Regions from separate parts of the Zea mays genome. Here region 1 is linked to region 2. A link is a contact called in public Hi-C data. All regions are on one chromosome and are shown on one strand. Each heading gives the region's core, a stretch centred on a gene start, on an enhancer-like site or on the middle of the called end of the contact. The rest is flanking DNA. Distances are from core to core; before and after follow the strand shown.

Region 1 (3,553 bases), core at 366-2,865, 300 kb after region 2:
AGAGAAGCTTACTACCAGTTGATCCCTAAACCAAGTTTTAATTCACAAGTTAAGTATTTACCTGAATCTAGATTTGCCTAATCTAGTTCAAGCACTTGGCTTATACTAGCTGCATTTTATCCATACTCATATTTCACTTGCTAACTACGAAGATGGTCACCGGGATGAGTCTTATAACCGAGGAGCAACGACGATTCGAACCGATTATACCCAGCTGGGAATCTCTAACCATATGACATATGTAGCACTTAACCCTTACATATATCAACTGTTCCCACGGAGTCCTCCACTACATGAACATGTCCGCGCCACCGGAGAGCACATTAGCCTACCAGGCGTGCTACTATGCCAGGAGGGTACATGCTACTCCCGCCATCTCTCCACTCCCAGTGCGCGATTGTCTCTTCACATATGGAATAGCCGGGTTCAAGCTTACCCTGTCCCATACCAGGGTATGTGGCTAGTTGCAAAGTCTCAACCACAACAGGCCAGTCAACAATACATTCCTTAATCGACAGAGACAGAAGACCTTGTTTGCTCAACGTCTGGTCTCGATTTATTCAATCCATTTTTCTGTTTTTGGTACCCGGCAGGGGTACTCTTTTCGGATGATGAACCCATCCGGGGCCTTGCTGGACTCATCAACATAAGTTTGCTTTGACTTTTGAATCAAAAAGCCATAACCAATGTTACACACCATTTCTTTTTGAAAAAAAAAACGATTTTTGAGTTTCTAAGCAGAACTAAGCAATAATAATTTTTTTATAAAACAAAGATTCAGGAATTTCCAAGGAATGGTAATGCATTAATTGTTTATCACACAACATCATATAAGATGATAAAACATTTAAAATATAAGGAAGTGACAAATGCACTGAGACTTGTCTTATTACAAGAGAAGATCTGAGATCTTGTGTTACGCGATAAGCAATTAGATGGAATCCACCGCTGGATCAACAGGAGCAGGCTCCTTCGTAGACCACTTCTTGCTGTTCTGATAATGAGGCGATGACGGATTGGCGTGACCGAGCGGGAAGTCGGTGCGGCACAACGAGTAGAGCACACGACGATGCGAGCGCGATGAGAGGGAGCTCACGACGCGCATAGCAGCCACGACGACGACATCATGGATGCGGCTGCTAGGCGCGAGGCGGGACAGAACCGGAGGGCACAGAGACCACGAGCACCGGTCGCTGGCTGTGACTAGAACGCGGTGTGTGGTGGAGCAGATTGGACACGTCACGGCCAAGACACACGACGATGGAAACGATGAGCTGGTACAAGGTGCCGGACCAGGGCAAGGACGAGGCGAGGCCGCACGGTGAAAGGAAGTGAGTGACTTGGAACTGAGAACCACCCGACGTGTGACTGCTGTGGCCCGGAGGCAGCTGCAAGGATGAGGAGCGTTGCACTGGTTCTCCTTTCCGTGTAATGAAACACAAACTAGACTCAGCAAGCGCACGGTCTGAAGAAGTAGACGTCGGCTCTATCTTCAACTCAAGGGTGGGGCAATGACCAATGGGAAGCAGCCATGCGACATCATGGGCCACACGGTGCCCTAGGTCGTGCGCACGCGAGCGCGGCTCGCTCGCAAGTAGGCATGAAGCTTAGGTCCAGCACCACGCGGCACCGCAGGCACAACAAGGCATCGATCTTGGGCAGGCAACGCAGCTAGAGACCAGGCAGATAAGGACTCCACCGCAGATACTTTGAACCTCTCCCGGACTTGAATCTTCTCAGCTCAACTCCACTTTACCAGGCGCCAGAAACTCCCAGGCCACTCTCTAACCAAACCAACCAAGCAATGTCAGCACAATCATGGGGCTGAGATCTTTCCATTTCTCCATATCTTGAATCAGCTTCGGCCACCAGAACCTGCACTCAAACTTGTTGAATGATGCAAAACCCATAACCCTAACAGGGTTGAGTGGTGTATTAATAGAGTTGAGTAAACTGGGCCAGGCCCATTATAGAGGGGCGAGACAGTAATTACCCCAAACCCTAAACGGGTATTCTAACACCCCCGCAGTCACAACTCTATCCTGTATAGATGTTGAGACTGGATAGAAAGTCTAAACATACACTCGACGGTAATCCCTTGGTGAAGATGTCGGCGAACTGCAGCGTGGTGGGGACGCTGAAAACCCGAACGTCACCGGCAGCGACACGCTCGCGGACGAAGTGCAGGTCGATCTCCACATGCTTCGTGCGCTGATGCTGCACAAGGTTGGTGGAGAGGTAGACCGCGCTGACGTTGTCGCAGTAGACGAGGGTGGCGCGCTGGAGGGGATTGTGGAGCTCGTGGAGGAGCTGGCGTAGCCAGGAGGCCTCTGGCACGCCGTTGGCTACGGCACAGTACTCGGCCTCAGCGCTGGAGCGAGAGACGACGGGCTAACGCTTGGCCGCCCAAGAGACAAGGTTGGCGCCCAGGAACACGGCGTAACCGGAGGTGGACCGGCGCGTGTTGGGACAGCCAGCCCAGTCAGTGTCGGTGTAGACCACGAGCTCCGACGTCGGGATGGTCGGAGAAGGAGGTCGTAGTCGAGGGAGCCGCGGAGGTAGCGCAGAATCCGCTTGAGCGCGGTGAGATGGGGCTCCCGCGGAGTGTGCATATGCAGGCACACCTGCTGGACGACGTATGTGATGTCGGGCCTGAAGAAGGTGAGGTACTGGAGCGCGCCGGTCAGGCTCCGGTAGGACGTCGCGTCGGCGACCGGAGGCCCGTCGTCCTCAGAGAGCTTCGCCTGAGTGTCGACAGGCGTGGAGCAGGACTTGCAGTCAGACATGCCAGCCCGCTCCAGGATATTGAATGATGCAAAACCCATAACCCTAACAGGGGTTGGGTGGTGTATTAATAGAGTTGAGTAAACTGGGCCAGGCCCATTACAGAGGGACGAGACAGTAATTACTCCAAACCCTAAACGGGTATTCTAACAAAACTTTTGCCTGTTTCTGCTACCCACGTCGAGCACACAGGAAACAAGCAAGCAAGCAGCCACCTGTCCAAACTGAGACAAATTCAGTTAACTGACAATTCTTCAGTTACCTACAACTGAATTTACACCACTGAACTGAACTTGTATCTCGACTACCACCTAATCCCATAATTTCAAATGGTAACGCGGGATCAACCTTAACACCAATTGTATACCAAACTATCCCCTAACAAATAGCTACAGGGACTGCAGGTCAGAACACCACTAAATAGTCACAAGAAAGCTCCAAGAATCGAATGAAACATCGAAACCCATTTCAGCTGTTGATCAAAATTCAGTACACATCTATCTGATAGAGCAACTTTGAGAGCAATTTACTCACAATTTTCAGTGGGAACAAGGAGCACTCCTTAACCAAACTTGTTGACAAAATATAGCTCTACAAACTTAGTGCAGCAACCTAAGGTCAAAAGCTCACAAATTGAGAGCTATAGCGCTCCAAAGTTGGGTGAAAATACGGCAACTCAGCTTCAGCTAACTGAAAAAGAACTGAACGCAACACCTGACATAGAAGATTGCAGCACACATTTCTCCACATTTTGCATAGTAGCAAGCCC
Region 2 (3,450 bases), core at 340-2,839:
TCCTTAAGTGAGTTGGGTTTGATCCTACACAAAAAGTGAAAAAAAGCTGCCCAAAAATGCCCTGTCGGGTTGTGAGGTTCAGATTCAGTTCAACTCAACTGAATATGGTTTCAAAAAATCGAAGCCAACTTTAAGCTCCTATAGTTTGTGATCCTTATGTCTTTGGACCTAGAAGAATGTAGTAAACTTGTTGACCTACAATTGGTGAACAATATTGTTTAAGCAAGACAGGTCGATCCTTGTGTGGAAATGTGAGAAACTGCGGGGTGAACTGGGTCCTGTTGTTAAACTGATGGAGTTCAGAACAGTCCAATACTCTGAAAATATCTTCCTCCCTCATGTGCCTCAGTTACTTCTAGTTAACTGAAGGATAAAGATGAAGGCTAAAGCATTGTGGTGTGAAAAATATGTGTACATCATGCACTATTTTTGGATGAGCTGGAGGGTGTGGTGAATTGAGCACACTTGTGGCTGTGTGGTCTGTCTGTCAGCCCCTCTTGCTGTCCATAGGAGCTTTTTCCACATCTGCTACCCCTCTAAGCCCTCTCCTTGCATGTTGACCATGCAGTAATATTGGGAGACCTATTAGTGTAGTTAACCCTTGCTAAGTCTCAGGCAAAAAACCCAGAAACTCCAGCCTTGGGTGACTGTTCATAATCATCCAAAAACCAAAGAGCTGAACCTCCCCATGCCATGTCGATCCCATAGCAGTTTCACCATGTCCTTGTTGATCCCTTACACCTACCTCCTCCATCTTTCCCCATTCCTTTGGTTCACTGTGAAACTTAGTAACCGGGAACTGTGAACGTGGCCACGTTCCTCGTTCCGGGAACGTGAGAACAATCTCGTTCCCGTAGTGTTAAAACCTAGTTTTAGTAGCGTACCGTGTACCATGTTCCCGTACCTCGATCCCATCGATCCAGGAACCTGGTTACTAAGCTGTGAAAGCTTGAACTCGAAGAAAACCCTGGCAGTGGTGACCACACCCACCGAATCACCCACCTCTCCCCGTGGTCAGCCTTACCTAGAACGTAATATGTTCAAGTTGTTCGCGTTTCATAACCCATATGTGATGGTGATGCTCATGGCGTTTCCCTTTTGAACGCTACCGTGGTATCCCAGCTAGAACGCCGTCGGGTTTGTCCAGGATGCCGCCGCGGACCACCTTCGTGTGGACTGACCAAACCATGTCCTTCCCGGGTAAACTTATGTGAGCACCGTGTGCTAGATAGATCACTGGTACTCACCATAGTTTTGGATTGAACGCTACCATGCCCTAGACCATGGTTTGGGCTCGCCGGAGGTCGGTATGCTGCCACCGCCATGGATAGTAAGGCTATATGTCATCTTAGTCCGGTTCACTGCGGGTTATGGGTGTGTCATCCTCGGGGATCACGTCTGGGTGTTTAGCTTCGTCAGAGGAGGCCGTCACCGGCGGGTTTGCATGGCGGTTGGCCGGCGCTCGTCGGGGTTAAATCAGGGACCTAATGTTGGGAATAAAAGAAAGAAGAAGGGTCTCGGTGCACATGTTAGTGAGACAAAGGAATAGGGTTTCAGACTCCTAATAGATTTGCTAGCGCAGTGGCGGCGTAGATGTAAAGTTGCGAGTGCGGGCACGGACTGCTGGTCGTAGGGCCGGTTTCCCGTGCACTCGTGGGCCGAGTCTGAGTTTTCGGCCCAGTGTAGGTAGTTCTTTTGATTTTTGGTAGCAGATTGCAAAATTCATCACAAATTGTAGAAAACTGCAAAAATTACCAAACCAATTTTGTAGAGTCCACAAAATTGCGTAGTTCCTATTAAAATTATTCCTAGTATTTTTTCAGAAAAAGGTGAATTCTTAGTCATTTAAAAGTACCCTTAGGACGCTTAAAATAATTTTAGAAATAAAACCAAAAGACCAAAAATGATGAACACTTGTGGAAGAATTATTTACCATTAGATTAACCCCTGGTAAAAATCTTAGACTGTTTGGAGTCGATTTGTCCAGAAAACCATAAACTAGCTAAATGTGGATATTGAAACTCCTAAACCCTGATACTAATATAGGTTTAGATAAAACTTAAATAATCCAAAACGTTAAGCAGCAAGGTTGACAAGCTTTAGAATATTTAGTTCTCTGATTTTCTGAAGTAAGTTTAGTTTGATCACTTTGAGCCAACATTAAGTAACCTAGAAATATGAGTATAATTATCATATGCTTATTTAAGAGTATTTAAGTTTTCCACATCTCCCTGGTGAGAGTTTGCATGGCATATCATTACGTAAGCATTCATATACATGTGATTGAGTTGTAGAACACCTAGAAGAAGAAGTGGAAGAGGAACCAGTTCCTCCATCTGAAGCTTCTCCAACTGAAGTTGTTCCCGAAGGTCCTCCTGAAGGTGCTCCAGTAGGTTTTGCTGCCAACTGCAATATTTTGGTAGAAGAGCTTGACTCTCCTCCTCATCAAGGCATGCCCTAGTGCATTCAACAAATTCCTTGTGCTTTTAAAAACTTTTATCACTTATATGATTCATTAGGTGATAAGGGTTGAATGATTAAACCTTTGCTGCATAACTTGCTTGAACTATTGATTACCATGCTTGATAACTGATTTAAAAATGTAGACATGCTTAGTATGCTGATAGATTAGGAACAAAATGTTTTGATGTATTAATCATGTTTTTACAAAGAAAAAGGGCTTGGAGTGATGAAATTATCAAAGGCCTTATTAACTTCATCATTCAAGCATGGTACCTCCGATAGGTACAAGGTTTTGAGAAATAGTTCAAATTGGGACCAGACGTGAGCAGGAAAGGTCGCCCGTCTATGTCGTGTAAGGACCATAACGATTGTTGGTTTACATGATCTAGGACCTTTTAACTGGCCACATGCCTCGTCATGGGTAAGCTTAGCCTCGGCCGGACCAATACCAGAACAGCTCGCACGCACTGGGAGTGGAGAGATGGCGGGAGTAACGTGTGCCCACCTGGCAAGTGGCTGGATGGTGGGGTAATGTAATCTCGGGTCGCGTGAACCCATTCTGGTCTTGAGAAAACTGGGTGCGAGTTGACATATGCAAGGGTTAAGTGCTACATATGTCGTGTGGTTGGAGATCCCCAGCTGGGTATTAATCGATTAGGATCGCCGCTACTTCTTGGATATGAAGACTGGATCACTGACCATCATCGTAGATAACAAGTATAACAAGAATGGTGTTATGTAAAAGGAAGCTAGATTAGGCCAAGTGAATAAGCTAGATCAGGCCAATCTAGAGAAAGGTAATAACTTAACTTGAAAGGTAAAAGTTGGCCTAAAGATCAAGTAATAGTAAGCTCTTAGGAAAAATTTGAGTCATTGAACATTGATGACCTTGTTGGGGACTTGTTCTCAAATGCTATGAATTAAGAACAAGGCAACATAAAATGTTAAATGTTAATGTCCTTCGCCCAACGAAGCATTATTCCCTTG

Evidence for each region. Hi-C and Micro-C count contacts between places; a contact is called where the count stands out from the background.
Region 1: a Hi-C map of leaf shows a contact between it and region 2, with 7 times the contacts expected there. The contact joins two enhancer-like sites. A contact is called at or near these places in 6 of 25 Hi-C or Micro-C datasets (bundle sheath, ear, leaf and 1 more).

What each region holds. Positions count from the first base shown.
Region 1 is chr5:144,421,401-144,424,953 of Zm-B73-REFERENCE-NAM-5.0, forward strand. No RefSeq gene overlaps it. Among protein-coding and RNA genes, the nearest start is that of LOC103626981, 35 kb to the right of the region's middle. Within about 2 kb of position 1,616, at least 10 of the 20 cell types and tissues checked have an H3K27ac peak or open chromatin away from gene starts, as enhancers often do. A contact at or near this core is called in bundle sheath, ear, leaf and 1 more, where this site is marked.
Region 2 is chr5:144,124,347-144,127,796 of Zm-B73-REFERENCE-NAM-5.0, forward strand. No RefSeq gene overlaps it. Among protein-coding and RNA genes, the nearest start is that of LOC100274679, 83 kb to the right of the region's middle. Within about 2 kb of position 1,590, at least 15 of the 20 cell types and tissues checked have an H3K27ac peak or open chromatin away from gene starts, as enhancers often do. A contact at or near this core is called in bundle sheath, ear, leaf and 1 more, where this site is marked.